3 separate regions of the Sus scrofa genome follow, and regions 1 and 3 are each linked to region 2. The links are chromatin contacts, called in public HiChIP or PLAC-seq maps. All regions are on one chromosome and are shown on one strand. The core of a region is the stretch at or near the end of the contact, and the rest is flanking DNA. Distances in the headings are between cores, read along the strand shown.

Region 1 (2,838 bases), core at 152-2,651, 220 kb after region 2:
CTCCTCATCTCCAGCAGAGTTTCATCTGCCCTGATCTGCATTTCTATAGATAACCTTCTAAAATTCCTTCAGCATTTTTACTACCTCCTTTTTGAACCAGGAGTCTAATAGACTGGTGAGGGCAATTTGATTTTTTGTTCTTTCAAGGGAATTCTCTTATTCTTTTAAGTGAAACTAGTAGTTCCTCTGCTCCTTCATTTTACTTGTATTTCTCTGACCCCATGATTTTGGAGAGACAGTTTTCTACTGTGGTCTTAGTGGGTTGTTTTTATGTGGGGGCATCCCTGTTTAGCCTGCATGAGTCTAACATTTTTGGTGTAAATGCTGAGGGTTTTTTTTTTTTTTTTTTTTTTTGCCATGCCTTGAGGTAGAAGTTCCCAGGCCAGGTATCAAATCCTTGCTACAGCAGTGACTGGAGCCACAGCAGTGACAATGCCAGATCATTAACATGCTAGGCCACCAGGGAACTCTTCAAGTGCTGTTTTTGTTTGTTTGTTTGTTTGCTTGCTTTTTAGGGCTCCACTTATGGCATAAGGAAGTTCCCAGACTAGGGGTCAAATAGGAGCTATAGCTGCCAGCCATAGCCACAGCCACAACCACAGCCACGTGGGATCTGAACTGAGTTTGTGACCTACACCGTAGCTCATGACAACGTCAGATCCTTAACCCCACTGAGCAAGGCCAGGGATCGAACTCTTATTCTTATGGATACTAGTGGGGTTCACTAACTGCTGAGCCCCACAAATGGAACTCCAAATACTGTTTTTTTTTTTTTTGTTGTTTTTTGTTTTTTGTCTTTTTGCCATTTCTTGGGCAGTTCTCACAGCATAAGGAGGTTCCCAGGCTAGGGGTCGAATCGGAGCTGTAGCCTCCAGCCTACGCCAGAGCCACAGCAATGGGGGATCTGAGCCATGTCTGCAACCTACACCACAGCTCACGGCAATGCCGGATCGTTAACCCACTGAGCAAGGGCAGGGACTAAACCCGCAACCTCATGGTTCTTAGTCGGATTCGTTAACCACTGTGCCATGACGGGAACTCCCAAATACTGTTTTTAATATGAATGCTTGCTATATCTTTCCTCTTTGTGTGCTGGCCATTGTCTCCTTGATAGGGGGTGTGATTGTTGTGGTGACCAGAGTGTGCGCTAAATGTTGAGCAGGGCCTCCTCTTTGCTTTGTGGCTGTCACAGCCCTGATGGGAGGAGGGTTTCCTCTCCAGTTGTCGGAGTAGAAACCCCCAGATCTGGTTCTAAACTTCATTGTCAGCTGGGTGGGACTAGAGTGCTCCCTTTGGGAGAGAAGCCACTGAGTATTCTTCTGCAGGAGTCCGTAAGGAACTGTGCTCTGTAGCCCAGTGTGTGGGCTCAGAGAGTACACTTTGTTGGCACTGCCCTCAGCCTTTCTTCAGCTGTCGGGACACTGGCAATAGGCCTAGGTGTCCCTCAAGTCCTCTGCTCATAAAACTGCTGCCTAAGAGCCCTTGAAGCTTGGCACAGGACCGTCACAGTTGTACACCTTCACCTGCCATGGCAACTACAGGAATTAGCTCAGAGCCTGGCCTCTTTCCCTATGTGCCCACCCACAAAGCCTGTTGCTAACACTGGGCCCACCCCAGCCAAGGGAGCACCAATAATCTGCTCAGATGTCCTGCAGGTGCTGCACTTACAAAGCTACCAGCTGTGTGAATCCATTCAAGTTGCACAGCCTCTGGTAATTGGCTCAGATTTCAGCTCCATCTCTGCGTGTGGGCAACCCATAGGTGCGAGGTGCCCCCGTAATATGTAGAGGTGGAGCTGTGTCTGCTGTGAGCATGCCAAAAATGGGGCTTGCTATTTTGGGGTCCTGCCCTTCCCTTCACACACAGGCACGTGTGAACAATGTGGCTTTTATGGAGTACCCAGGCTCTGTACTACACACCCTCTAACCATTCCCTGGGATGTGGCCCTCTAGTCCCTTCAGTCTATCTCCATGCAGCCAACTCCAGTCCTCTCTAGGGTCTGTTAAAGGACAACTATTGTTCCACTTACATGAGGTAATTCCAAATCCATACATGTGGAGTAGTAGTTTCCAGGGGCTGGAGGTGGGGGGCGGGGAGGGGGGGAGTGGGGAGCTATTGTTTAATAGTTTCAATATAGATGGTGAAGGAATTCCCATCGTGGCTCAGTGGTTAACGAATCTGACTAGGAACCATGAGGTTGCAGGTTCAATCCCTGGCCTTGCTCAGTGTGTTAAGGATCTGGCATTGCTGTGGCTGTGGCGTAGGCCGGCAGCTATAGCTCCAATTAGACCCCTAGCCTGGGAACCTCCATGTGCCGTGGGAGCAGACCTAGAAAAGATAAAAAGACCAAAAAAAAAAAAAAAAAAAAGGTGGTGAAAAAGTTTTGGAGATGGATAGTGGTGATGGTTGCACAACAGTGGGGAGGTACTTCATGCCACTGAACAGTATACTCAAAAAGGGTTAGAATGGTAAATTTGCACTAAATGTATTTTACACAACAAAAAATTAAAAAGTGGCCCAGTGTAGACCAAGTAAAGAGGAGGATCCATTATCTGGGTTCACCACTGGTTTTTAATATTTGCCGTTACGGACCATTCCCTCTGCCCCCCTACCTTTACGTCTGCATAATAATTAGTTAAAGAATTAGGGATGACATGTGTCCTCAACAGTGAAGTATCAGAAAGCAAATGGCCCTGCCCCATAAGGGCTGCCATTAGGAATGCAATCCTCTGCCTTCAAGCACTTCGGGCTTCCTACTGCTGTAGGGTCAAAGATGAAGCTTCTTAAAAAGGCCTTGCAAGGCTTTGCACACTGTGAGCCCATCTTAGGTCTCCAGCA
Region 2 (2,892 bases), core at 106-2,605:
CGAATGGTTTGTTCAGTTAAAGAAACCTGTCCTTTATAGAGACTGAATGGGTAAGATGGCTCAGAGCAAGTTTTTTTCTTTCAGGGCTGTCATCAGGTTTTAAGTCTAAATTTACGTTCTGAGAGTTGGAGGTTCTTTCCCTCGAGTTTCTGTGAGAAAAGCAACAGTCATGAGAGAAAGAGAGAGAGAGGCGGGGAGAGGAGGGGGAGAGGGAGCAGAGTGAGGGAGGCGGGAGGGCGGAGAAGGCACAGAGGGCTGGTAGATGCAGAAGAAGGCGGGGATGGGAGAGGAGCGGGCTGGAGATTAACTGCTGGGCCAACAGCTGCTTCCGGAGCCTGCAGGTCAGACGGTGCGATTCTGGCTGAGACCTTGACTACAGAAGGCAGCAGCCCCCAGATCTAAGTTAATGAATCTCTGCAGCCAAAGTCTGCCTTTTTATGTCCAGGGAAAAATCCCAATAAGTGGACAGCTTATCCCAATGCCTTTGTGGATGAGAAGTAAATAAATGAAAACCAAAAGGCTCTGGTGTTAATTGGCAAAACCCCACTCAGGGAACAGCTACTGAGGTGGATCTGGAATTAGGCCCCGTGTTTTACTTCCCTGACTGTCTGCAAAGAATCTCAGAGCAACAGAGGCAGGAATGTATGTGCAAAAGCATCTGCTATCAACCCTCTGTCCCTTTGATTGGTGCCATTTGAAAATTATATAGCCATATAAGTCACACTAGAGTCCCTAAAGAAAGGTACTAAGTCAGCAACCTTTCAGAATTATGACTATCATAAAATCCAAACTTGACCCCTGATATTTCTGACAAAAATATTATGCCCACCTGTACACAAGTTTGTTTTTATTTTTCAAATGGCGGATTGAGGGGGAAAGAAAAGCTCAGGGTGAAAAACCCTAAGTTAAACTTTTCTAACAGAAAGGAAAGAAGGAACGAGCCATCTTCAGTAAAGGGGAGGGTGAGAGGATTTTCTGTCATGGCGCAGCGGAAACGAGTCCGACTAGGAACCAAGAGGTTGCGGGTTCGATCCCTGGCCTTGTTCAGTGGGTTAAGGATCCGGTGTTGCCGTGAGCTATGGTGTAGGTGGCAGATGCGGCTTGGATCTGGCGTGGCTGTGGCTGTGGCTATGGTGCAGGCTGGCAGCTGTAGCTCTGATGAGACCACTAGCCTGGGCACCTCCATGTGCCATGGGTGCGGACCTAAAAGGACAAAAAAGACAGAAAAAGGAAGGCGGGGGGGGGTGTGAGAAAAGGAGGCGGCAGAGTCCGCCTGGCTCAGCAGGAGACAGCAGGGGCCTGGGCTGCTGCCTGGGGTGCTTTTGCCAATCCCGGTCCCAACTCTCCTGCCAGGGAGACTGAGCTCACTGATGTTCTTTTTGATCAAAGTAAATGGCCAACACATTCAATTTCATCTGTAACTTAAGCCAAGCACTCGTCTCAAGTTCCAGCTCTGAGAGCCCACTCTGATTTTGAGCCCTTCTGGAAAGGAGATCCACAGTTAAGTAAGCTGAGGGCTGTGATACAGAAAAACAAACACTGAATAAAAACGATTCCCCCCACCCCCCGCCTCGCCCATGCCCAGGGATCTTGACAGCAGAGGTCCAGGTTCTATGCCCCAAACCCGGAGAGCAACACAGAGACAGCTGCTCCCCTGGCTGTTCCTGCTGTTTTTCTTGATGCATTGTTTTGCACCAAATGAACTGGCTGCTGCACTTATATAACGTTCCTGTTCTAAAAATATAGTTTAAGTGTTTTAGCTGATGAAAATTACGGTTTTTCTCTTAAGCCAAATCCAACCAAGGTTGACTTCAACCTGTTTCAATTTTCCATATGTCAAAAACAGGCATGAACTATATTTCTCCTCTTTTATTCGATGGAAACTTACTCTGGAATAAAAGATCAATTCATAAGAACAGCTGTATCACATTCAGTACATGAGAAACAGATCATATGTGTGTCAAATTCAGTGTTACACATTAAATGATCTGTGTTAAAACTCACATTGCAAAGATTAATTTTTAAAAAATTTGTGTTTTGTTTTTAAGGACATATGCCACAGTGAGAGTATTTTGATCACCCAGAAAGAACACAACCAACAGAGAGAGGCCTGGATGCTCTATCAAAGCTCCACAGGGCTTCCTCAGCGCAGGGACCACAGGTCTGCAGACAGTTGCAGGGGGCAATGAGAACTGACAACAGGACCAAGAGGACCACGCATTTTCTATTCGCAACACTCGGGGCCACTATTGCTAGTAAGGCAATAGGAAGAGAAACAAGCTAAAGATGTGATAAGCCAGGAAAGGTCTGACGCTCAGTTTTCCTTCCTATTATTTATTAGGTCAAAGAAAAGGACCAAGTTTATGGGATCTGTAATAACCTAGTTTTAAAAGGGGGTCTCAGAATAATCATGTAATTTTCTAAGACTCGACGTTCCATCTGGTTTATGTGGAGAGGAAACTCCGCCAGCAAACAAGCATCTGCCAGAAATGCCAGAGCAGGACTGGAGGCCGACTTCACTGAGACACCAGCTTCCTACACACACTTTGGACCCTAAACACCCGATTTCAGACACCAGATAAAAGTCGGGGGAAAAGTTGAGGACCGAATGTGTTGTCCTTTGAAATATCCAGATGGCCTGACAAATATTTACTTCTTTCTGGCACATGGCATGTTGAGTGGGATAGCCATACCTAAAACCATCAGGCCTGTAGTACCTCTCTTTGCTAGAAGGGAATCTGGTCACGTGAACGCTGCGTGCTAACGAACAGGCGGCATGACACTGGCCCAAGTCCAGGGACAGCTCCGAACAGCGAGTGTGCCAGCACAGGCCTGAGGGATCAGGCCACCTGGGTTCCAGTCCTGGCTCTATCTTGGGCAGGTGGTCCAACC
Region 3 (2,905 bases), core at 95-2,594, 140 kb after region 2:
AGACATTAACGTCTTGAATCACTTGTTTACTTTCTGTCTAAATGTCTGTAGGTTTGGTCCCACTGAATTCTGGCTGTTCAACTGACATCAGGAAAGCATAAAACGGCTTTAGGGTTAAAATATGAATATACTTTAACAACCACCTTAGCTCAAAAATCATCGAATTAGTTCTGTAAGTTGATTCTAATACACTACCATTCATGAGAAGCTGCGTATTGTAATATCATTGGAATAGACCACTAAATGGTGCTGCTTTCATTATTAAAGAAACCAACAAAAATAGTAATTAAGTTTCCCCATAAACAGTGCTTATGCAAGACCCGGAGGCGCATCAGAAACATACATTTTCAGCAATCTAACAACGACTGCCCCATTTTGTAGGCAATTCGATGCCTTCCGACCAGTTTTGGATTAAAGTTTTCCTGCAAGCTGTCAGGAGCCGGCGAGGCGTGGCGGCCGCCTCAGCCTGCACCTCCGGGCCTGGTGCATGTCTCCAAGCCCAGGAACCGGGGAACGCCATCGGGTCGGCAAATGAGCCGCCCCCGCGCCCGCCGAAGGAACACGGGACACTTGAGGTGAGGGAGGGCACGAGGACCACGGTGCCCCGAGCAGAGCCGGCGCGGCCGCTCTCGGAGGGACGCGGGCTCCCGGCCGACCCACAGGAAAACTGAAGTTAGTGGGCTCGCCTCGCACGCAAGAACCTCTGCTGGGAAGCGGCCTGCGCCCTGCTCTGATTTGGGAGACGCTCGCCTCACCTCCGGAGAGACGCTCGGGTCACCCCCAGCGAGACTAGCGTCCCGGCGTCCGAAGGGCGCCCCACGCCCGCGCCGCGCTCCGGGGGCCGAGACCGCCCCGGACGCTCCCGCTGCGCCTTGCTCTTCCGGGCGTCAACTTCTGCGTGGGACCCGCGCAAAGTTCCCGATCTGCTCCCAGCCGCGCAACGCCGCGAGAGCAGGGGACGCCGGCTCCAGGTCGGGCAGGGGTGTCCGGTGGGGGCCCCGATCCCGACAAGGCCTGGGCCCGCGACGCCGGGACGATTCGCGATCGCGGCGGGCCTGCCCCGCACCCGCTCCCCCACAGCCTCCGGCCTGGTCCCCTACCTGGCTCCCGGGCCGGACGCGAGCAGCAGCCGGGGGCGCCGAGGCCCCGCACACGGCCAGGGCACGGGCGGCGACCGGGGTCGAGAGGACGGCGGCCGGCGCGGCTTCCACGCTTCCGCCCGAGTCAGGAGTTGAACATTCCGCCTCTCCGCCCGGCGCCAATGAGGGAGACAGTCACGGCAACAGCACCACCTACCTCCCAGCGAGGAAAGGCCGGGCCTTCCTGCCGGTGCCCCGCACACCCACCGGCCGGGCCGCAGAGCAGAGGCGCCCGAAAGCCAGCCGGGCGGGGGCGGGCGCTTGGGCTCCCCGGCTGCATCCTGAGGACACCTTGCTGCCGCCCTCAGATGGCACCCCTATCGTGGGGAAGCGGGGAGAGGGCTGTGCCTCTGCACCCCTTTATGTCTTCACATCTTTTTAACGACATAACACTCATATGTCTTCCCTCCACTCATCCTTAGCAACAAACATTTACCGTGAAAAGGGCGCTGGGATGCAAAAAGGTGGGAGGCTGCTTCGTGCCCAACGGAAGTTAATTATCTACTTGGGAAGGGGACCGACGTACAGATATTTCGGAGGAGATAGGGCTGAAGGCCGCCTTAGTAGAACCATCAAGATACCACGGAATTTTGAGAAGGGGTCATGGTCTGCTGCCCTGGTTGGTGACTTTAGCAAAGCCAAGTTCAGATGAGGAGACTAGACTCCATTCCAGGTATGAGCAAAAGTGGAAATCAGTACGAGGGCGGAGAAGTCATGGTCGAGTAGAGGATTTCTGGTTCTGTGGAGGAAACAGAAGAAGAGTTTGCAAAGGTATGGCCAGCGTGATCCAGGGCTTTGAGCTTGAATGTTACCATCTATGGACATTGGAGAACTGTGCAAAGTTGGGATCAAAGGGGTAAAATAGGCTTTTGTGATTTTTGTTTTAATGGTGATTTCCAGAGGCAGAATTCAGTCCAAGATGGCTGTAGGATGGGTTGCTAAGACAAAACTAGGAAGCATCATATTGTCACTACTTGGTCGTGGGATTGTGAGGGCTTGAATTGGCGTGCACAAAATAGAATTAGGAAAGAGGAAAGGGACTTGAGAGACATGCTTCAGGAAGAGGCCACGGAAATTGGTGAGCCACTAGATGTGGAAGAGAAGAAGAAAGTCAGAGATGATGCCAAGATTTTCAGACCTGAGTGACTGGAAGAATGATGGTGTCACTGACAGAAATAGAGATCGGTGGAGTAGGAACTGGCTTCCTGTTGAGTTTGAGGTCATGGGAGGAAAAACCGATAGAGATGCAGCAGTTGAAATAGGAAACTGATTCTGAAAAGAGCTCAGGAGGGAAATATAAAATTTGTAAATCGTTCATCTAGTTGAAGATATGGAAGTGGGGAGATGAGTGAATAGAGGTTTAAAAAAAAACATTTTCTAGTCTGTGATTCAGATTAATATTTGAATTTTCCCTTTGATAAGGACTAGGAATTTAGCATTCTTTTTGGGGAACTGATAAATTAGGATTGACAAAAATTGTCATGCTAAAAAAATTTCCTGATGCAGGTAATCAGAGAATTCCCCAAATCATCTAACCATTAAGAGGAAAACTAAGCTCTTTAGCTCTTTAGCACCCAGGTATATGGTGACGCCTGTCATTTTACCTCACCTTCAAAGGCACTGGATGGTGATGAGAAGGACACAAGAATGGGAAGAGAGAGCCTGGCTTTTGGTTTTAGGCCTGCCACTTATCAGCTGGGGTACTTTGCTAGACAAGCCCTGTCTCCTCCTCTGCAAAATAAGAAGACCCAATTAAATGTTAGCTA

Evidence for each region. HiChIP or PLAC-seq counts read pairs in DNA pulled down with a chosen protein or histone mark.
Region 1: an H3K27ac HiChIP or PLAC-seq map of skeletal muscle shows a contact between it and region 2. The contact joins two enhancer-like sites. A contact is called at or near these places in 3 of 47 Hi-C or Micro-C datasets (heart right ventricle, retroperitoneal adipose tissue and skeletal muscle) and 2 of 2 datasets of contacts at active chromatin or transcription factors (alveolar macrophages and skeletal muscle).
Region 3: a contact with region 2 is called in an H3K27ac HiChIP or PLAC-seq map of skeletal muscle. The contact joins the promoter of MAP3K20 here to the enhancer-like site in region 2. A contact is called at or near these places in 2 of 5 promoter capture datasets (fetal skeletal muscle and liver), 21 of 47 Hi-C or Micro-C datasets (alveolar macrophages, brain, embryonic fibroblasts and 11 more) and 2 of 2 datasets of contacts at active chromatin or transcription factors (alveolar macrophages and skeletal muscle).

The regions. Positions count from the first base shown.
Region 1 is chr15:79,097,039-79,099,876 of Sscrofa11.1, reverse strand. No RefSeq gene overlaps it. Among named protein-coding and RNA genes, the nearest start is that of MAP3K20, 76 kb to the left of the region's middle. Within about 2 kb of position 1,401, at least 2 of the 83 cell types and tissues checked have an H3K27ac peak or open chromatin away from gene starts, as enhancers often do. A contact at or near this core is called in skeletal muscle, where this site is marked.
Region 2 is chr15:79,317,259-79,320,150 of Sscrofa11.1, reverse strand. All of the region lies in intron 10 of MAP3K20 (mitogen-activated protein kinase kinase kinase MLT), which reads right to left. Among named protein-coding and RNA genes, the nearest start is that of MIR9826, 76 kb to the left of the region's middle. Within about 2 kb of position 1,355, at least 9 of the 83 cell types and tissues checked have an H3K27ac peak or open chromatin away from gene starts, as enhancers often do. A contact at or near this core is called in brain, fetal skeletal muscle and skeletal muscle, where this site is marked.
Region 3 is chr15:79,172,952-79,175,856 of Sscrofa11.1, reverse strand. MAP3K20 (mitogen-activated protein kinase kinase kinase MLT) reads right to left here and starts at 1,344. Exons shown (of 20, transcript XM_013990583.2): 1 at 1,101-1,344.